Regions from separate parts of the Mus musculus genome. Here all the other regions are linked to region 2. A link is a contact called in public ChIA-PET, HiChIP or PLAC-seq, Micro-C and promoter capture Hi-C data. All regions are on one chromosome and are shown on one strand. Each heading gives the region's core, a stretch centred on a gene start, on an enhancer-like site or on the middle of the called end of the contact. The rest is flanking DNA. Distances are from core to core; before and after follow the strand shown. Region 1 holds the start of Pcgf6 (polycomb group ring finger 6). Region 2 holds the start of 4833438C02Rik (RIKEN cDNA 4833438C02 gene). Region 3 holds the start of Atp5md (ATP synthase membrane subunit DAPIT). Region 4 holds the start of Fbxw4 (F-box and WD-40 domain protein 4). Region 5 holds the start of Btrc (beta-transducin repeat containing protein). Region 6 holds the start of Poll (polymerase (DNA directed), lambda). Region 7 holds the start of Ina (internexin neuronal intermediate filament protein, alpha).

Region 1 (2,712 bases), core at 95-2,594, 750 kb after region 2:
AAGGGATGCCTTGGCATGGGCCCGCTGGGGCACCCCCTTCCCCCACACCTCGCCACACCCCCATAGAACATATATTAATACCCCTTTATCTTTTTAAAATCACAACATCAAACCCAGTCCAAAGCCAACACTACAAGGTCTCATTTCAAAACAAGTTAAGCCATGATCCCAAGATTTCATTATAAGCAGTGTAACTTAATTGCACTCCAACCCTTCAAAATATCCAATCTAAAGAAAACACTGTATCTAAGCGGTCCCAGTTCTCTGACATATAGGAAACTAACAGTGAAAGGCACCTGTTCTTTTGTTGGTTTACAAAAAGCCCTTAAACCTGCCTGGTCTCCCCACATTACCAAGGATGACTTTGAACTTGCTGCCTCTGCCTCACGAATGTTGGTAGTAACAAGTGTCTACTACCACATCCAGTGTAGACAGTGCTGTGACTCGAACTCCGAGCGTCCTGCAGGGCAGAGATACACTGTATCAACTGGCCTACACCCTATCCCCGGGATGCCTTTCTTCACACATTTGTTATTTATTTTTAATGGGGGAGGGGTCCCAAACCCTCTCAACATCCTGCAGAAAAAAAAGAGTACACCTGCCAGTAGCCTTAGACATCTAACTCCCTCCACGTTACGCAAAGACTTTTACAGAATGTAAAAAAAACAAAAACAAAAACAAACAAAAAAACGGGACCCAGAGTGCCCTAAATGATCTGCAAGGACTCCACAAAATAAATGAAGCCGGAGAGAGGCCACGCCTGGGTGGGCGGGGATGGAGCGCTACACAAGCGCCGCGAGCTCCAGCGACAACGGCAACCACAGGTCTGCGCCCCGCTGGGTCCCAGAGGCCGCTCGAGCGCAGCCAGGTCTGGCAGGGTCGTCGATACCTCCTCCTCGTCCTCGGAGTCTGCCCGTCCGGACTCCAGACGCAGAGAGAAGTGGCTCATCTCTTCCTCCTCCTCTTCTTCCTCCTCCATCTCCTCCTCCTCTTCCAACTCTTCATCGTAGTCCTCGAAGCGGCCTCTCAAGCGGCCCAGGCTGCGCTCGGGCTCCAACGCCGGGGGCCGAGAGCGAGAGCAGCCGGCAGCGCCCGCCTGGCCCAGGGACGCCGGGCCCTCCTCGCCGGCCGCGGGTGCCGGGATGAGGGCGGGCGGAGAGATGGGAGGCGGAGGCGGTGGCGGTGGCGGCATGGCTGAGGCTCGCTTGGCCTCAGAGGCGCGCTTGTTTTCCGTGGCGTCCGTCTCAGCCTCGTCCATGGCGGGGATCAGAAATCTGGCGAGTTGAGAGCGAGGCAAGGCGAGTCGGACGGCTAGCGCGCGAGTTGAGCACGAGCCCCCTTTCGTACCAGTGCGCAGGCGCCGGCGCTCCGCAGAGGCCGCTGGGAAGTGTGGTTCACCTAGGCTACCTAGGTGAGGCGGAGCTGCTCAGGTTGGGGCGGGGCGTGTGGGCCACGCCTTGAAGGAAGCTCACCGGTTTTCGCGGTCGAAGCCTGCAGTGTGCTGTTCAGGAGAGTCTAAAATGCTACAGTTTCAGTATTTTACTTGCACCAGTTTATTCATGGAACATTGAACTCTAGATGCCATGTGTTCTTGAATTAGGAGTGATGGTTTCATTTTGAGGACTAATTGTGGTTTTCCGTCCATGGTTAATGGCATCTATCTACTTAGTAAGACCTTGTCTCACCAAACAAACAAACAAAAACCCTAAGCTGGCTCAGCAGGTAAAAAATTTGCCTCCAAGTGTGACGACCTGAGTTCAATACCCATGTTAGAGGGAGAGAACTGATTCGCGAAATGATTTCTGAGAAATGAGGGGGAAAAGTTAGAGGACAGCTTTGATAAGAATAACCACATAAGCCAAGTATGGTTACCTACTTATTAATTTCAGCCTTGAGTAGGCAGAATGTTAGAGCCAAGGAATTTGAGACCCACCTGGGCAGCACTCCAACACCCCTGTCTCCAAAAGGAAGAGAAAAGTTCCAGACCTTACCCACTGAAGGGTGTCTTTGGACTTTTGAACACTATTGAGACAGTTAAACGTGGAGGTGTCTTGAGCTGGAAAGATGGCTCCAGCTGTTAAGAGCACTTCGATGCTCGTGCAGAGAGGCCCTTTAAGAAGAACCCCTCTTCCAAGCACCCAAATGGCTGTTCACAACCATCTAGTTCCAGATGCTGTCTTTTGTCCTCTCTGGGCACCAGGGATGCAAATGGTGAACATACATATATGCAAGCAAAACATGCTACACATAAAAATGAAAAATAAATAAAATATAGTTTTCAATTGGAGCCAAGTGGTAAAGGAACCTTTAATCCCAGCACTGAGGCAGAAACGGGCAAATCTCTTGAGTCCTAGGCCAGTCTACAGAGTGAGTTCCAGGATAGCCAGAGCATAACAGAGAAACACTGTCTAAAACAAACAAACAAACAAACAAACCCAGGGCTGGCTGGAAAGATGGCTCAGCAGTTAAGAGCACTGACTGCTCTTCCAGAGGGCATGAGTTCAAATCCTAGCAACCACATGGTGGTTCACAACCATCTGTAATGGGATCCTAAGCCCTCTTCGGGTGTGTCTGAAGACAGCTACTGTGTATATAAAGTAAATAAATCTTTAAAAAAGGCCGGGCGTGGTGACACATGCCTTTAATCCCAGCACTCAGGAGGCATAGGCAGGCTGATTTCTGAATTCAAGGCCAACCTGGTCTACAGAGTGA
Region 2 (2,747 bases), core at 215-2,714:
TAAAAGCCTTGGCCCTTGTGAACCCGCCACTTACAGAATAAACATCAGTTGTCTCTTCCTGAAGCCCGGAAACTAAGACAGTTGACCCCAGAGTTTCCTTGCGGCTCCAGAAAGGCCGCTAGATGGCGATCTGGAGCTGACCGCAAGATCTGACTCCTTCCTCTTCCCCTTCCCAGCTAGGAGGTCCCTCTCTGGGAGGGTTACTGGAGTGTTGGGACTGACCCGGTTTCCTGTGTCTCAGAGATAGCCAACCTCTGGGCACAGCAAGAGCCAAGTGGCCCACTGGACTCCGTAACGGTCCCGGGCAAGCCTGGAAGAGTGCAGAGATCTGAGCCGCGCCCTGCGCTGGGTCCGTCGTCCCGCCTCGCTGGTCCCTAGCAGAACTGGAGCTGGGTGACACCCCGCGGCCAGTCCTGGGCGAGCCTTCCCCGAAAGGGGCGCGCCTGCGTTGCTCCGGGTTGGCTACAAGAGTCCTGGAGTTAAACTTTCAACCAATAAAAAAGGGCATGGGGAGTGACGCACGGGATCGTCACGGGAATTCCCCCCCTCGGGGGGCCGAAAGGGGCTTTCCCGGCTGGAGCCCTTTGGCTGGAGAGGAGCAACGACCGGTCCGGGGAAGGGCTCGGAAAGAAGTCGGAACCAGAGCCGCCACCACGGTGAGTGGCCGGGTTCAGATCCCTGAGTGTCTAGGGAATGGAGAGGGAGGGAAGGAGGACTTTAGATGACAGGCTGGGGCTGGACGCCACCTCCAGTGAGCGCGCACAGGAACAGGACACTTTGCTACACATCAGCGACACGTCTGCCTGCCCTTAGCTTGCCTGTGCACAGCCGGCCGGTGTGAGCCCCGCACACGCACTCACAGCGCACCCGTGCACCGGCGCCTGCGCACGGACATCCAGACGTGCACGGACGTGTGCCCACACTGGGCAGTACAAGGACTCACCTGTGTGGATGAACGTTCACTTGCACGTGCCATGATGCCACCACTCACCCGGCACACAAGACATTAGGGCTGAAACGCATATTCCTGCAACGGACACATGCGCGTTACACTGGCTTTGGGATTGGAGTCGCCAGGGAGGGCGGGATGCTCCCGTTTGACCGGCCACCGGGAGCAGGTGCAGCGGGAGAATCCGGGAAGCTAAGACGGAATCGCTAGAGACCGTGGAGGGGGAAACTCCTCCCCCCCACACACACCCTGAGGCCCGAATCATATTCTCTGGTCAGAGCCCCGGAGGCCCCACTGGAAGAACCCCCGCCTACGGGCCATTCGGAAAAGGGGCCTCCGACGGCAGGAATGTCCCCACAAAAGCCCCTGGGTGAATCAGCCGTGTCCTCCACGCTGGCTGAAAATCCCAAGTTTGCTCCAGGCTGCGGAGAGGGGGCGAGGCGGCTAGGCCCCGACTGAGCCCCAGGGGCTACAGAGGCTGCCCGGGAACCAGGAACCGCCTGGGCCTCCCGCCCCTCCCGCTGCGGGGGCGTGGCCCCGGCGTCATTTCCAGGCCCGCCCCCTCCGGCTCCGCCTCCCCCTGGTATTTTCGGGACTTTCCTAAGCAGCACTAACTTTCTGCCCCTTTCCCGGGCCAGCCCCGCTCCGGATCTCGACCTCCACCGGATCTTACCCGCCACGCCCGGACGGGCGGCTGGAGGAGATCGGACCCTCCCCCAGATCTGAGCCCCCCTCCCCTACCCATCCCTCTCCCCCTGCCCACCCCTATCCTGATATCTTTCACTCTTCCCCCTCCCACGCCTCTCTTCACCTTAGGCGGGCGTCCGAAACTCTGGAAAGCTGAACCGGGGCCCGAAGCCGCAAGACACAGCAGGGCCTAGCCCAGAGATATGGACAATTGCTACGATCCAGTGAGTCACACTGCCTGACCCTGAGGGCGGCGGGTGCCCTCTGTGTCTGCTTGTCAATTGGACGCTCCTCCACTCCCCTACTTCTGCACTGTCTTCAAATTGTCTTAGTCTGCCAGTCTGTGCTGTCTGCAAACCCTGCCCAGAAATGAGCTTCCTCATAGCTTGAGGAGGAGTCCAGGGAGTGACTGCAGAGGGCTTGGGAGGGGGTGGTTGGGGGGACCCTTGATTCAGCTGCCACCTTCTCTGTCTATAACGCAGGGCCTGGATGGCATCCCCGAATATGATGATTTTGAATTCAGCCCCTCCATCGTGGAGCCTAAGGATCCAGCCCCTGAGACAGGTCAGTAAGTCTTTGGCCTCGCAGTATCTCAGAACCTAGAGGAGAGTGAGCATGTCCCCTGGAGGCCCCACTGAGGGATGGTCTCAGAGATCCTGGCTCAGCAAGGCCCCTCTATTTCCAGCTGATGGCCCCTATCTGGTGATTGTGGAACAGCCCAAACAGGTGAGTGAGTGACAGAGAGTGGTGGCTTCACCTTTGGGGAAAAGGTGGGGCGGGGGGGGGGAGGGTAGTTATACCTACTGATCAGATTAAATAGCTTGCTGCTGATATGTTGGGGGCTTATGAGAAGGAGGTACACTTTTGGTCACTGTGGTCAGTGATGGCTAGTGGTTGCCTTGTGGGGATGACGGGGGGGGGGGGGGGGTTGCCTCTCCTGATCACAATGTCTCTGCTATGGAACCTTCAGCGAGGCTTCAGATTTCGATATGGCTGTGAAGGCCCCTCCCATGGAGGTTTGCCAGGTGCCTCCAGTGAGAAGGGCCGGAAGACCTATCCTACTGTCAAGGTGAGCTCAGATGACACCGGAGGGTAGGGATGGTGTATGGGG
Region 3 (2,700 bases), core at 61-2,560, 790 kb after region 2:
CATAGATTAGGCTGGCCTTGAAATTACAGAGATCTGCCCAACAGTGTTGGGACTAGAGGGACAAGCCATTCACACCTGGCAATAGGAACAAATAAAACTAAAATGTCCTGTCCTTGCAGTCATGTGCAAGCTTAGAGCCATTTGGTAGTGGAAAAAAATCACCAAAGACTAATAATTGTGAGCCTGTGAGTTAGTATTTTTTAAAAAAATGTACTACTGTTGAACAGCAGCCTGCTACAAAGTCTAAGCTGACAGGTTTTGCTTCTGTTTCTAAATAATCCAATAACTACTATTAAATACCACCAGCCTTTCCATGTGAAATGGGCATTTCATTAAAGTCTTGGGGTGAGCAGCTGCCCTTGCTTTGTAACAGGCTCCTGGATACAGCTATTCCCGTCTTATGGGCACCTATCTGGAGTAGTGCCATCACCAGGTATAAGGAAGATGAAAGTCAAAGGACCACAAGCAGCAAACAGCCTCTGTGGAAACCCTTGCACTGATCAAACACGGCAGTGACTCTCAACCTTCCTAATGCTGCGACCTTCCTTCTGTTGTGGTGAAACCTCTCTTCCCCCTCCCCCAATAAAATTATTCCGTTGCTCCTTCACAGCTGTAATTTTGCTACGGCTAGGAGTCTCGTAATGTAAATAAATATTTTTGGAGATAGAGGCTTGTCAAAGCGATCATGATCCACAGGTTCAGAACCGCTGGGATACAAAATCTAATCCGTTTTTAGAGCCCAGGCCTGGAGAACCGCAGGGCCATTCCACGTTTACTCTGGTTTTGACAAAGGCCACGGCGCAGGTAAAGGAGACCTGGTTTCCCGATCGCAGCTCGGAGGAAACAAATCGCTATGGCCATAGAGGCCAAGACACACGAACTCTGCCAGAGATGGGGTCAAAATCCAGAGTCCTCTCTCAACATCCACTGGATGGATGACCTTGGGGAGCTCCCCTCTCGACCGGCCTCACTCCCAATCCACACTGGGAAGTGGGGCATAAGGCTCTCCGCTAACCGTGCGAGCCCTGGGGCGCTCGTCACTCGCGGTGCTGAGGCTTCCTAGATCCGCCATGGGGCCCTGACCCTCATTTTCTCCAGCGCCTTTCCCATTCCCCAGCGTCTCCCCGCAAAAAGAAAACCTCGCGCTGTTCCGGGGCTGGAAAAACGGCCAGACTCTAGTCGGCCCTACAAAGCTCAATCACCGGACCGAGCAGCCAAGAGCGCTTTCTCACCCACCTTCGTCCGAACCCCAAACTCGGCGGCCGATGTCCTTCAACAAACCTAGCGACGAGCTCGGCCCGACCGGAAGACGCCCCCTCCCCGCACGCGACCGACAGGCCGCGACGACTCGGCCCTCGGCGTGGATTGGCTATAAACGCCAAGTCCCGCCCTTCTACTTCCCGTTTCAGCCGGCGTCAGACCCGACGTCAGAACGGAAGTAGCCCTGGTCTTACCTACGCTCGTGGACGAGTCGCGTGGAGCTGTCGGCTCCCTGTTCTGCGCGTGCGATTGCGTTGAGACGCTCCGTGAGGTATGCGGCGGTGGGAGCCTTGGGGCTGATGACACGGGAGCTTCGGCGTGGAGGGAGGAGACTTCATGCCTGTCACCTCGGCTTCCTGGCCTGGGTCTCCGGGTTTCGTGCTAAGCACAGTTGGCTTGGGATGGGAGGTCTTATTCCCTCAATCCCCTCGGAGCTAGCAGTTCATGCAAGCCATGCTGTCCTCTGCAGGTACCTTAAGTGCCTTCTCTACGTGATCGCCAGACTGTTTGGTGCCTCGGTCTCATCGGGTCTATAATGGGAACTATAGAGTCCCAGCGAAGTAGACCTTGTGAGCTATACTGTTTCTACGAAGCATGCACCCATAACAGAACAAACCTTACATTTTTCGTTCGTCGTCCCTTTCACAGTCTCACTCGGCTACTAAAGTTTTCTTCCTAGGTATCCCAGAACCAACCAGGCTGCCCTGCGTCTTCATTTATACCTCGTCTTGGTTCTCATGGTTTCCCTGATGTGCATCGTTTAAATCCTTACACTGGCTTTCACTTCTGTCCAATCTGTAGACTGAGGAATATTCTCCATTATTTTGTCACGTTCCCCATGGCTCTGAAGTACCAAGTAAACGCAAACTATTAATTTTTTAAGTATCTTTCACCAAAGAGCCAAATTATTTTCTAAAATATAAGTTGTTACCATGCTTTATTTTCCCTGTAGCTTAATTGAATAATTCAGCTTTTTAGAAAGCCTTTGAAGAGTTGTTTGACAGGCAACTGGTTGGTGTATTTTGAGAAATAAACTTTTTCTTTCTTTCTTTCTTTCTTTTTTTTTTTTTTTTTTTGAGACATAGTTTCTCTGTATAGCTCTGGCTGTCCTGGAACTCACTTTGTAGACCAGGCTGGCCTCGAACTCAGAAATCCGCCTGCCTCTGCCTCCCAAAGTGCTGGGATTAAAGGCATGTGTCATCACGCCTGGCAAACTTTTTCTTGTTTCTCTGTTGTTGTTGTTGTTGTTGTTGTTTTTAGCATTGTCTACCATCATATTTCTATTTACTATTATTATAGTTATTTTTGAGACAGGGTCTCATTATGGAGTCCTGTCTTGTCTGAAACTCACAGAGATAGGCCTTCCTCTGCCTCCCAAGTGCTGGAGTTAAAGGCATGGACCACCAGACCCGGTTCTTTATTTATTTAATGTACAGCTCA
Region 4 (2,723 bases), core at 97-2,596, 650 kb before region 2:
GTTAGGATGGGGAAGTGGGGTGGGGGGTGGGGGGTAGTAGGGTTAGGGGGTGTGCAACTGAAAAACTTTTAAAATGGAAATAGGAGTGCATCAAATGATCATTTCTTACGGTTTTTTAAAACTTTATTATATTCGCATATGTTACAACAAAGCAAGAGCAGGGTGCAGTCTGAAAGCGTTTATCCTGACCAGTTCTGTGACTGTCATACACGCTCTCCCCTTCCTGTTTAACAGCCTGAGTGTTTTAGGAATGGTTTGCATCCACGGGTCTCAGATATTACTAGGTCAAACTGCCTATCTTGGATACCGCCTACCCCAAATCCAACTTGATGCCTCACACAGACATCTTTTGTGGGTCCTTCCACCTGAATTAAGTCCTAAAATAGGTTGACAATGGAACTGAAAGGTTTTTTTGTTTGTTTTTGTTTTTGTTTTTTTAAGGTTCTGAGCCCTTTTCTGCACATTTAATTTGATCTGAGCCCTGAAACCTAACAACCTTTGAGAGGGTGGGCAGGACGAAAGGCCACAAAAACCACGTTGGTGGACCTGGGCCTGGGCCCTAGAACCAGCAGGAGTCACCCTTCAGGTCCTGTCTGTCGCACAGGACACAGGGCAAGGAACCCAGGGAGCCAAACCTTTGGGAATACTCATTTTAGGATGGCTAACTGTGAGTAGCCGCCCACGGGGGAGGGTGCCGACTGAGGAATGCTCTCCGGAAGTTTCCTCGGGTTGGGGAATCTTGAAGAGGGGTGACACCAGTATTCCTCGAGGGTGCTGGGGGAGGGGAGAGGGAGGGGGTGGGGGGCAAGTCTGGGCTTCAGTATTCCGGGTGCCACACGGTCCCGAGCCGACCAGGCCTCGGCGCCCCGCCCTTTCCCAGGACGCTGGCCGGCCCGGGGCGGGGAGCGGGCGGGCGAGCGGGCGCTTACAGGTCGGTGCCGAGCCGCGTGAAGCCGGTGTTGAGCGAGGCCCGGGCTATCGGGCGCCAGAGCAGGTCGCAGCTGGTGAAGCGCCGCAGCCAGCGGCAGACTTGGGCCAGGCGGCCGAGGGCCCGCGTGTCGAGGTAGGAGCAGATGAGCAGCAGCAGCTCCTCCGGCAGGCGCCAGAGCGCGGGCCCCGCGGCCGGACGGGTGGCCGGCTCCACGGCCGCCGCTGCGGCATCCTCCGCCGCGTCCTCCGCCATGGCCGTCCGGGTTCCCGGGATGCCGCCGCACGCCTGAGGTCCCTGCTCCTGTCCTCTCTCCAGGCTGTCGTCCTCCCGCCGCCCGGCCCCGACCCTCCGCTCCTCCTTCCCCGGCTCTGCGCTGCCCTCATCCCGCTTCCCGGAGCTTCTCGGCCTTTCCTCCTCGCCTCCCTCGCCTTCCTGTCCCCGGCCTGCCTCAGCCGCCGGCCCCGCTGCCTTCCTCTCCGGCTGCAGGCCCGGCTTTCCTTCCGCCCCGCTTCCTCTTCCGCCGTGCCCGGTACCTGCTTTCCCCTTCCCTTTCCCTTTCCCTTGCTTTCCCCGCGCGACCCTCGCCTCCTGCAGTTTCCTCGCCTCCCCGCCCTCGCCTTCCCTGGGCCCGCGGTTCCCGGGGGGACCCGAGCGGCCCTGGCTGCTCATGAGCGGCCGCGGGGCCGGCTCGACGCACAGCCGAAGACGCCACCGCCTCCTCGAGAGGAGGCGACACCACGTCGGACCGGGTCACATGGGGCGGCGCGGGCCCAAGCCGAGACCCGCCCCTCACGCCTGTATTTCGGGGTGCGAACCCCAACCTGGTCACTGACATCCCCATCTTCTGGAGCACCAGGAACATCTAGTTGAAGCGTGTGTCTTCAAGACCGGATGGAGAAAGCGAGCTTGATGGCTCTCGTCTGTGATCCCGGCATGAGGCTAAGGCAGGAGGATGGCCATGAGTTCAAGGCCGGCCTGGCCTACAGAGCAAGAGACTGTCCAAATTAAAAAGACAGAGACAGACAGACAGACAGATTGCTGAAAGGTTCACAGAAAACTCCCACCTACGTCACAAGAGGAGCCTGTGGCTTCAGGAACTATCAAAGTTGAGCCTCTGCCCTCAAGGGGCCTTTTGGTCCCATGAGGCTTCCTCTTCCCCAGGTTGATGCCTTCTTTCCACAAGCCACAAACCAGATTCTTAAAAAAATGCAAGCCAGACGTTAGAAAGTTCCATTGCCCTTGGTCTCACGAAGGATGTCAACCAAGGTCCTGTAGGTTGTCCCAGTATGATTCGACAACAATGAGGGAGGTAAAACCAACCTTCTAGATCCTGAGTCCGCAGCTCCCAAACGAAGCAGCACGTGGCCAAGCAGGGGTTTTTTAGTAGCCGTTACATAGGCAGAGCTGAATCTACAAGATTACTAGGGATCCGTTTCCCATACCACCCACTGGATCCACCTGAACCAATCTAAGCTTCAGAAGTACAGATCGATGCTGTCCCATTGGATCTGTGGGGCCACTTTAATCACATGTGGCTTCTTTCTGTGTGTGTGAAAGGCAGGGTCTCCAGGTCTGAGCGTGCTGTAAGCATAAGTGAGGTACACAGCTGATTTTGAAGAGCTAGACAGGAAAAAGAATGTGAGATGTCTTACATAATTCTAAACTACATGTTAATTATTAGTAGTCTGGACATACTGAACTGAATTCAGTATATTTCGTATAATTGTTAGAAATCTTTGTATTCCGTGTTATTTCTCTATTAGACAGCACTTAGGAAGTAAGACTTAGGAGA
Region 5 (2,700 bases), core at 157-2,656, 940 kb before region 2:
CCAACCAACCAGAAAAAGAAAGAACAACAGAAACCTAACCAAAATTTGTTGTATTATTCCTAAGTACCATTCTCTCTTGGCCAATGATGTTCTCCTAATTAAAGATCTACTCCAGGTGAGGCACAGTAGTGGCTGTGGGTCATCATGTGGGTGCTGGAAATTGAACCCAGGTTCATTGCAAGAGTAGCAACTGCTCTTAACCACTGAGCCCATATACCCCAGCTTTTTATGTGGGTGCTAGAAACTTGAACTCAGGTCCTTGTCCTTTCATGGGAAGCACTCTTATCTACTGAGCCATCTCCCCAGCCCCATCTTGTCCCTCTCTTTTCTTTTGTATTTTTCAAGACAGGGTTTCTCAGTGTAGACTTTGCTGTCCTGGAACTTGCTCTGTAGACAAGACTAGCCTCAAACTCACTACATCAACCTGCCTCTGCCTTTGCCTCCTAAGTGTTGGGACTAAAAGCATGTGCCACCACACCTGGCCCATTTCTGGCTTTTTTTTTTTTTTTTTGGTTTTTTGAGACAGGGTTTCTCTGTATAGCCCTGGCTGTCCTGGAACTTACTCTGTAGACCAGGCTGGCCTTGAACTCAGAAATCCTCCTGTCTCTGCCTCCCGAGTGCTGGGATTAGAGGCGTGCGCCACCATGCCCGGCTCCCATTTCTGGCTTTTTATGGCCAAAGACACTACTTATAGATTTCACTTGCTTGATAGTCATTGAATTTCATTTATGTAACACAGGACTTTGATCTCAGGGTTAGCAATGGTAGTTCATACTTTCTGAGCGCTAAACTCAAGGTTTCCTGGAGTGAGTTCTATCTGTCCCTGGCTTGCTTGGGGAGAGAAAAGGCTCTTCTGAAAAAAAAGAGGCAATAATAGCTTAGGATGTTATCGGAATCTTGCATTGATGTTGAGGCTGCTGTTACATGCACACTTGGCTCAAGTCTCTAGGTCTCAATCTTTCTGCAGATGCCAGATGTATGAACTTTAGGAGGGTCTGGTTTTCTAAAATCACAATTAGGGAGAACCAAGGACCCTGAGTTCTCTATTTTCCTAGTATTTGGAATACAGAGGAAGCGCTAGTCGCCATCTTGCTATCAAATGCCAGGCAAGGAGCCACTGGCGTCGTTTGGTAACCACGGTGACACTCCGGCTTTGCCTTCTTAGAGACTGGAAACTACAATTCCCATCAGCCGACTTCCCCTCCGGGCTCTCGAGTGCTCTACATTTGGCTTGCACACAGCCGCGACTCTACGCAGTGACCCGTGGGAGTTGCTGTTCGCCGCGTAGCCTTGCCTTTTGCCGCTGGAGCCTCCAGAACTACAAGTCCCGTGAGGCAGCGGAGTGCGCACGCGCAGAGCCGCGGTCCTCCTCGGGCCCCCTGCCAGTGCCAGGAGGTAAAAAGAGAGGGCGGGGGAAGGAAGAGGAGGCGGGATCCGGACGCTGCGTTGGCTGCGGCCTGGCACGAAAGGGGCGGCCCCGGCGGAGAGCAGACCCAGTAGTCCGGGCGATTATGGACCCGGCAGAGGCGGTGCTGCAGGAGAAAGCGCTTAAGTTTATGGTGAGGAGATGGGTGCGGGCAGGGGACTAGTGGAGGCGGCTGCGTTGGCGTGTCGCTGAGCTTAGGCCAGGGTCACCCGCTCACCGCAGGAGGGGGCAGTGGGACTGGGGGCCAAGGCCAGTGGCGAGGCGGAGGGAGGGACTGGACCTGAGCTTGGGGGAGGGTGCAGGAGGGTACAGAGGGGACCCTGGGGTGGGGGCAGCAGCTCCGCCATCTTGTGGAAGAGAGGCCAAGTGACAGCGGGAGCTCATTCGAGGTGGGGGCTCCTGGCGGCGCGCGGGGCCCCAGAGGGAAAGGGGCGTGGGGACAGTTACTGAAGAGCGGAGGAACCCGGGTGGAGAGACGCCTGTGGACGCTGGCAGGGGCCTTCCCGGTGTCAGGGTTACGGGTAAGGCCTGGGAGAGGAGGTGCACTCAGGAGTGGGGAATAGTGGAGATAGGATAATGGCAAGACAGACACTGGGGGCAGGGGGAAACTGGGCAGGGCTGGAAACTGATGGCTGTAACGGCGAAAGTGGGAAAACCATGGCTGGGAGGCAAGTATTTTTGTAGGATGGGCTGAGAAGATAGCCTTTGCCTAAGGGCTAAGGGTGGAATCCCAGTTAGCTCTACTAATGTTGGCAAACTCTGGAAGAGGCCTCATTTAAGAAGATAAGGACTCAGACCTAGGGCTATGGTGACAGTTCCTGGGAGAGAAAGACAGTGTTGATTGTGAGCTAGAATTACAAATATCAGAAAGGAGATACGTGCTCTGTTTTGAAGGAGAGGGTCAAAATTATTTGTGGTAAGGACAAAGCGATGAAAGAAATGTAGTTACAGGTGAGTGGGGACAAGGTTAATAACCAATAAGAGAAATCAAAACAAAACTTGGGCCTTCAGTGGTGAGGTAGTAAAAAGTGGGGGAAGCCAGGTGCTGTATTGCTTTCTGTGAGAAGAAAGTCCTTGGAGAAATGAGATGTGAGGAAATTTCAGAGGAAGGATGTAGGGAGTAGAGAAAGTGAGATAAGTCGGGATTGGTGGTTGCCCGTGAGTTTTAGGTTGTAGTACAGAGTGAGTATTGCATTTTTAGGGTCTGTGTCAACCCCTTAGGCCCTGTTTCTGTAACTTTGTATGGTGGTTCTCCTTTGCTGTGCTTGTCTTTG
Region 6 (2,708 bases), core at 117-2,616, 750 kb before region 2:
TACAACAAACTTCCTTTTTTTGGGGGGGGGTGGTTAGTTTCAAGACAGGGTTTCTCTGTGTAGCCCTGGCTGTTCTGGAACTCACTCTGTAGACCAGGCTGGCCTCGAACTCAGAAATCTGCCTGCCTCTGCTTCCCAAGTGCTGGGATTAAAGGCTAAAGGCTTGCTTGCTAGCGATACCCCCCAGGGGTTTTTTGTTTTTGTTTTTGCTTTTGTTTTGTTTTGTTTTTTTCAGCAAACTTCCTTTTTTGTTGTTTTGTTTTGCTTTTCGAGTTTGAGGCCAACCTGATCTTGGCCACAGGTTAGGTCACTTCTGTTAATCTGACTCTAGCTGAAAACAAGAAGGCTGAACGTTCCAGTGTGTGAGGGTGGACCGGCTCACCTCTAGCTTCTCCCACCTCCCTTTTGGGAATCTTTGCAAGTGCTTTTGAAGATAGATCTGCATGACTTTTCTTCCGCTTGGGAAAGGCCTTCACGATGCCCTGAGGGTCCATTGAAGGGCGCTGGATCCTGGCCTTTCTGTTAAAGGATTGAGAGCCAGCCCTTAATAATTTGGCATAGAGGTGGGGTTTAGGGGTAACAGGTCCCTTTCTCAGAGGTCTCGGAAACCCCAGTTAAACTTAAGTGATTTAATCCGAGTGCCACACACACATACCAGCCTTTCAACCCTAGTCGTACTGAGGGAAGCCAGGGAAAGGTTGGGATTCTTGTGGGTGTAGGGGAGGTGTGGATCGAAAGGAAACAACATGGGGTGGGGGTGGGGGGAGGAATATAGCGCAGAGTCAGCCTCTGCGTCCCCTTCCAAGAGACTTTTCCAAAATGATGACGGGTTTGGGAACCGGACTACATCTTTAGGAGAGTCTTCATCTCCCCAACGAATTGGAGTCTAAGGGACATGTCACATAAACCTCGCATCATCTTTCTCTAGCCTCAATGTGCATTCGCAGAAGAAAACCTGGGGAGTGAGGCTTCAGGGAAAGTTGTGGGCACGCTGCGCACCTGTCCCTGTCGCAGCAGCCCCATCGCGCGGGTCTGAGCCCCGCAGCTGCAGGGAGGTGGAGTGCAGCCGCAGCAGATGTAGGGAGCCCTCACAGCTGGAGGTGGGCAAGACCGAAGCAGACGTGCCACATCCACTGTGAGCAGCTGGTGTGAACCAGGGACTCCCAGCTGGGGCCAGAAGAGAGTTGGTGCTGGATCCCTAAAAGTTCTGGGAGCATCCCCACCCCACCCGGCCCCAGGACCGGTCCAAAGTAGGTTAGAATCTCCCGGCAAAGAGAAATAAACTCACCATGGGAGCCAATGAAAACGGATTGGGGGAGGAAGGGGTAGAGGGGAAAAAAAAAAAAAAAAATCAGTTCCCAGAATACTTCCCGGGTCATCCGGAAGTGATCATCGGTCGGGTAGTTGCCATGGCAGTGGCCCGGCGCGTTCCTGGGCGGAGGGAAGATGGCGGTGACTAGCTGGTTGGAGGTTTTGCGGTCGGCCGAGAAGACGGCACTGCTGCAGGATGGTAACTCGAGACCCCTCGTCCTTCCCCCCAGGGCGGGCTCTATGCGCCCGCTCCCCCAGGGAGGGCCTCAGCCTGGGTGGGCAGAGCTGGACCTGTCGCAGCAGCCTACAGCCATGCCAGCTTCCTGCTTTTGCAGAGGAAACCGGCCCAGGGAGATGACCCGAGTGGAACCCAAGTCTTTGGTCACCCACCTCAAGAGTTCCTTATATCATCTCTCCCCGCTCAGAGTTTTGTTGGTATTTCCCAATAATTCATTTTACATTCATCATCGTCCCTCAGGGCTGTACCAAGAGGCTAATTCTGCACCCCATTTGACTGACGAGGAAACTGAAACCCAGGAAGGTTTTAGACCAAACCCAGGTTTTGCAGATAATCAGGTATAATTCGTCATCTGGGATCCATGCAGCTCAATTTGGGGGTCCTATTGATGACAGCAGCCCCAATGGCATAGAAAGGAGACACCAGGGTTTTAGATCAACTCTAACATCGATTCACCTCTTCAGTTGTTAGGACCCCATTTTCTTCAATTATAAAATGAAGTGGGTGGGCTACCAGTGTTGTTTCTAAGGTCCTTGTTTTCTTTTTCTTTTCTTTCTTTTTTTTATTTTAAAGATTTATTTATTTTTTTATTATATGTAAGTACACTGTAGCTGTCTTCAGACACACCAGAAGAGGGAGTCAGATCTCGTTACGGATGGTTGTGAGCCACCATGTGGTTGCCGGGATTTGAACTCAGGACCTTCAGAAGAGCAGTCGGGTGCTCTTACCTGTTGAGCCATCTCACCAGCCCAGGTCCTTGTTTTCTAACTATGTTTTGTTTATGATGTGGATTTTAAATTGCCCCCTGATCTTTAGGGGAGATAGAGCAAGGGCTAAGGTCTAAATGACTAAGAACAGGAGCTTGAGATGTCAGCTTTTCCTCATCCTGCAAGTGGCCAGTTTAAGTGCCCTGTGCCCCTGAGGTCTTTCACAGACCCACCCACCTGGCAGCCAGGGTGCCTTAGGTCTGAATTCCTGAGGCTTTAAAGCTAACAGCTAGCTTTAAAACATCCACAGGCAGGTGCCTGAAGTTTACAGAAATTAAAATCAGGTTTCATTTGCTCCTACCCTACAGCATTTAGGGAACCCATTGCCATGTGCCAAATTCTGTGCTAGAGCAGATAGAAAAAACAGACAATAGCAAAGTTAAAACAAACAA
Region 7 (2,742 bases), core at 44-2,543, 710 kb after region 2:
GGCACAGAATGGGAGCCTTGTTTCAAAACAAACAAATGTAAGTTTGGAATTCGGAACTAGAAAGCAAAGGGCTTCACATTTCCTGGAGTTGTGCCACAGGATAGAAGGTAAACTAGATCCATCTATCGTTCAGGCTCCCACTCCATCCTAACCGGGTGTGGCGAGGACGGCCAATTCTGTCAGCCCTGCTCCTCTGCCTCACTCCTGGAAATGAGTCTTTGGTCCAAAGACTAATCCCCACAGAAAATGGTGCTCCCGTCCAATTCAGAATGGATTGTCAAACGCTTGCAGGGCCAGACAGATAAAAACAAAAACAAAAAAACAAAAACCGGGGTAAGAGGGGTGACTCTGAAGTGCTGGGAGCCCTGAGGAACAACGCACTTAAACAAAGGCACTCGCCCACCGCAGTCATCCTAAACCTTCTGCTTTCAAGAGTAGCAGGGGCTGGGCATTAAAAGATCAAAATCAATCCAGTTTCTGTTTAGATGAAACCTCCTGACTAGAAATCCAGTTTTGAAACGTTTTAAAATCTAATGTGTTTTGTTGTTGGTTTGGGGCTTTTTGTTTGTTTAAACCAAAGCCTGCAGCCTTTCTAGCAGCCTGCGGTCCTGGCACGCACGGTGACTGGAGGTCTAGAGGTGAATCCTGCTAATTCTCAACGCTTTGTCCTTTCCAGGACAGACCGCTTTCCTCCCGGTAACCCTTTGCACCCTTGGGGAAAAAAAAAATCAGCCTCTTGTTCGTCACCAATGTCCCCGAGAATCTCACTCTTTCTGCGAATCCTATCTCCTGTGGTGGCGGAACTGAGGGATGCTCTCTGAAGTGGTCCCACTTTCTCCGAAGAGAACCAGGAGCCGCCTAAGCCAGGAGATAAAGAGGGGGTTGCCCGCTCCCCCTGTAAAGAGTGGAGAGGAACAGGGCCTTACCCTTGGGAACTCTGGGATGCGGATGAGAATAGAGGACACCTTTCAGAAAAACCTCCTCTCCGTGGGGGATAAGAGCAGAAAAAAAAGGACAGGCTCTAACGCCATCAAAGAGCTGAGAGCGCTCGGCCGGGAAGCCAAGGTTGTTTGGGCACTCCCTCCCCTCCGGTCATTCCCAAGGCAGATTCTTGGGGTACAGGCGCAGCGGACAGGGACGGCCCAGGACGGTGGCGCGCAGCTGCGGTGGCACTGCGCTCCCCCGCCCCCGCAGGCCCCCCTTCCTCTCCCCGCTCGATCTGAAGATGAAGCTCCACCCCTAGCGCGTCGCCCCAACCCCGCGCCTTAAAAGCCCCGCACACCGCCCCGCCGCACCCAGCCTTGCCGCACCTTCGCGTCCTCGCCAGGTCCCGCCGCAGCCGCGCACCCGGCCCCGACCCCGGCACCATGAGCTTCGGATCGGAGCACTATTTGTGCTCCGCCTCCTCCTACCGCAAGGTGTTCGGGGACAGCTCGCGCCTCTCCGCGCGCCTGTCCGGGCCGGGAGGCTCGGGCAGCTTCCGCTCGCAGTCGCTGTCCCGCAGCAATGTGGCCTCCACGGCCGCCTGCTCCTCGGCCTCGTCCCTCGGCCTGGGCCTGGCCTACCGCCGCCTGCCGGCCTCCGACGGGCTGGACCTGAGCCAGGCGGCGGCGCGCACCAACGAGTACAAGATCATCCGCACTAACGAGAAGGAGCAGCTGCAGGGCCTCAACGACCGCTTCGCCGTGTTCATCGAGAAGGTGCACCAGCTGGAGACGCAGAACCGTGCGCTCGAGGCCGAGCTGGCCGCGCTGCGCCAGCGCCACGCCGAGCCGTCGCGCGTCGGCGAGCTCTTCCAGCGCGAGCTGCGCGAGCTGCGCGCGCAGCTGGAGGAGGCGAGCTCGGCGCGCGCGCAGGCCCTGCTGGAGCGCGATGGGCTGGCCGAGGAGGTGCAGCGACTGCGGGCGCGCTGCGAGGAGGAGAGCCGCGGGCGCGAAGGCGCCGAGCGCGCCCTGAAGGCGCAGCAGCGCGACGTGGACGGCGCCACCCTGGCCCGCCTGGATCTGGAGAAGAAGGTGGAGTCGCTGCTGGACGAGCTGGCTTTCGTGCGCCAGGTCCACGACGAGGAGGTGGCCGAGCTCCTGGCCACGTTGCAGGCGTCTTCGCAAGCCGCCGCCGAGGTGGACGTGGCCGTGGCTAAACCAGACCTGACTTCGGCGCTGAGGGAGATCCGCGCGCAGTATGAGTCCCTGGCCGCTAAGAACCTGCAGTCCGCCGAGGAGTGGTACAAGTCCAAGTTCGCCAACCTAAACGAGCAGGCTGCGCGCAGCACCGAAGCCATCCGAGCCAGCCGAGAGGAGATCCACGAGTACCGGCGCCAGCTCCAGGCACGTACCATTGAGATAGAGGGTCTGCGCGGAGCCAATGAGTCCCTGGAGAGGCAGATCTTGGAACTGGAGGAGCGGCACAGCGCTGAGGTGGCCGGCTACCAGGTAAGGGCTGGGATGCTGCATAGGAAAGAGTGCCCTGTCCTTTTCCGTACAGAGATAGCTTCACTCCCTGTAAACTGGTGCCCTAGGAAACCACGGGAGGGAAAGGGGAGAGAGGGGAGCGTTGACTAGAGGCGTCAGTCAACAAACAAACAAACAAATTAAAAAAAAAACCACGAAGTCTCACGCATGCAGCCGCAAATGTGGACTGTATGTGCCTGGAAGCTAGCTCTTCAAGCCCTTGATGTCTTCGCCCTCTATTTTGGAGGGTGGGGGAGTTTGAGGCACAGAGCCCAAGTCTTCATGCATATAC

The links. Promoter capture Hi-C pulls out the DNA fragments that hold promoters and counts their contacts. A called contact is a pair of places that touch in the nucleus more often than the background predicts. ChIA-PET counts read pairs in DNA pulled down with a chosen protein or histone mark. HiChIP or PLAC-seq counts read pairs in DNA pulled down with a chosen protein or histone mark.
Region 1: a contact with region 2 is called in an H3K27ac HiChIP or PLAC-seq map of regulatory T cells, with 6 times the contacts expected there. The contact joins the promoter of Pcgf6 here to the promoter of 4833438C02Rik in region 2. A contact is called at or near these places in 1 of 39 promoter capture datasets (erythroid cells) and 6 of 115 datasets of contacts at active chromatin or transcription factors (double positive thymocytes, memory CD8 T cells, pancreatic cancer cells and 3 more).
Region 3: a contact with region 2 is called in an H3K27ac HiChIP or PLAC-seq map of regulatory T cell precursor, with 6 times the contacts expected there. The contact joins the promoter of Atp5md here to the promoter of 4833438C02Rik in region 2. A contact is called at or near these places in 1 of 39 promoter capture datasets (pre-B cells), 1 of 484 Hi-C or Micro-C datasets (CD4 T cells), 3 of 115 datasets of contacts at active chromatin or transcription factors (memory CD8 T cells, regulatory T cell precursor and thymic regulatory T cells) and 1 of 9 other capture datasets (adipose tissue).
Region 4: a Micro-C map of embryonic stem cells shows a contact between it and region 2, with 3 times the contacts expected there. The contact joins the promoter of Fbxw4 here to the promoter of 4833438C02Rik in region 2. A contact is called at or near these places in 1 of 39 promoter capture datasets (erythroid cells), 1 of 484 Hi-C or Micro-C datasets (embryonic stem cells) and 1 of 115 datasets of contacts at active chromatin or transcription factors (pancreatic cancer cells).
Region 5: a contact with region 2 is called in a promoter capture Hi-C map of pre-B cells, with 3 times the contacts expected there. The contact joins the promoter of Btrc here to the promoter of 4833438C02Rik in region 2. A contact is called at or near these places in 1 of 39 promoter capture datasets (pre-B cells) and 1 of 115 datasets of contacts at active chromatin or transcription factors (large pre-B cells).
Region 6: a contact with region 2 is called in an RNA polymerase II ChIA-PET map of memory CD8 T cells, with 16 read pairs. The contact joins the promoter of Poll here to the promoter of 4833438C02Rik in region 2. A contact is called at or near these places in 3 of 115 datasets of contacts at active chromatin or transcription factors (bone marrow-derived dendritic cells, memory CD8 T cells and regulatory T cell precursor).
Region 7: a contact with region 2 is called in a promoter capture Hi-C map of neural stem cells. The contact joins the promoter of Ina here to the promoter of 4833438C02Rik in region 2. A contact is called at or near these places in 3 of 39 promoter capture datasets (liver, neural stem cells and pre-B cells), 2 of 115 datasets of contacts at active chromatin or transcription factors (astrocytes and embryonic stem cells) and 1 of 9 other capture datasets (liver).

What each region holds. Positions count from the first base shown.
Region 1 is chr19:47,049,562-47,052,273 of GRCm38.p6, forward strand. It overlaps Pcgf6 (polycomb group ring finger 6), which reads right to left and starts at 1,345. Exons shown (of 10, transcript NM_027654.3): 1 at 890-1,345. The coding sequence starts at 1,258.
Region 2 is chr19:46,304,165-46,306,911 of GRCm38.p6, forward strand. 4833438C02Rik (RIKEN cDNA 4833438C02 gene) reads right to left here and starts at 1,465. Exons shown (of 3, transcript NR_152248.1): 1 at 1,198-1,465; 2 at 944-1,027; 3 at 1-686. It overlaps Nfkb2 (nuclear factor of kappa light polypeptide gene enhancer in B cells 2, p49/p100), which reads left to right and starts at 1,531. Exons shown (of 22, transcript NM_019408.3): 1 at 1,531-1,860; 2 at 2,119-2,200; 3 at 2,322-2,362; 4 at 2,607-2,705. The coding sequence starts at 1,840.
Region 3 is chr19:47,089,337-47,092,036 of GRCm38.p6, forward strand. It overlaps Atp5md (ATP synthase membrane subunit DAPIT), which reads right to left and starts at 1,311. Exons shown (of 4, transcript NM_023211.5): 1 at 1,237-1,311. It overlaps Pdcd11 (programmed cell death 11), which reads left to right and starts at 1,430. Exons shown (of 36, transcript NM_011053.2): 1 at 1,430-1,531.
Region 4 is chr19:45,658,847-45,661,569 of GRCm38.p6, forward strand. Fbxw4 (F-box and WD-40 domain protein 4) reads right to left here and starts at 1,347. Exons shown (of 9, transcript NM_013907.2): 1 at 930-1,347. The coding sequence starts at 1,183.
Region 5 is chr19:45,362,328-45,365,027 of GRCm38.p6, forward strand. It overlaps Btrc (beta-transducin repeat containing protein), which reads left to right and starts at 1,407. Exons shown (of 15, transcript NM_001037758.2): 1 at 1,407-1,559. The coding sequence starts at 1,512.
Region 6 is chr19:45,559,198-45,561,905 of GRCm38.p6, forward strand. It overlaps Poll (polymerase (DNA directed), lambda), which reads right to left and starts at 1,367. Exons shown (of 9, transcript NM_020032.3): 1 at 1,289-1,367; 2 at 383-519. The coding sequence starts at 494. It overlaps Dpcd (deleted in primary ciliary dyskinesia), which reads left to right and starts at 1,388. Exons shown (of 6, transcript NM_172639.3): 1 at 1,388-1,510. The coding sequence starts at 1,447.
Region 7 is chr19:47,013,388-47,016,129 of GRCm38.p6, forward strand. It overlaps Ina (internexin neuronal intermediate filament protein, alpha), which reads left to right and starts at 1,294. Exons shown (of 3, transcript NM_146100.5): 1 at 1,294-2,432. The coding sequence starts at 1,368. It also overlaps a transcript of Nt5c2 not described here.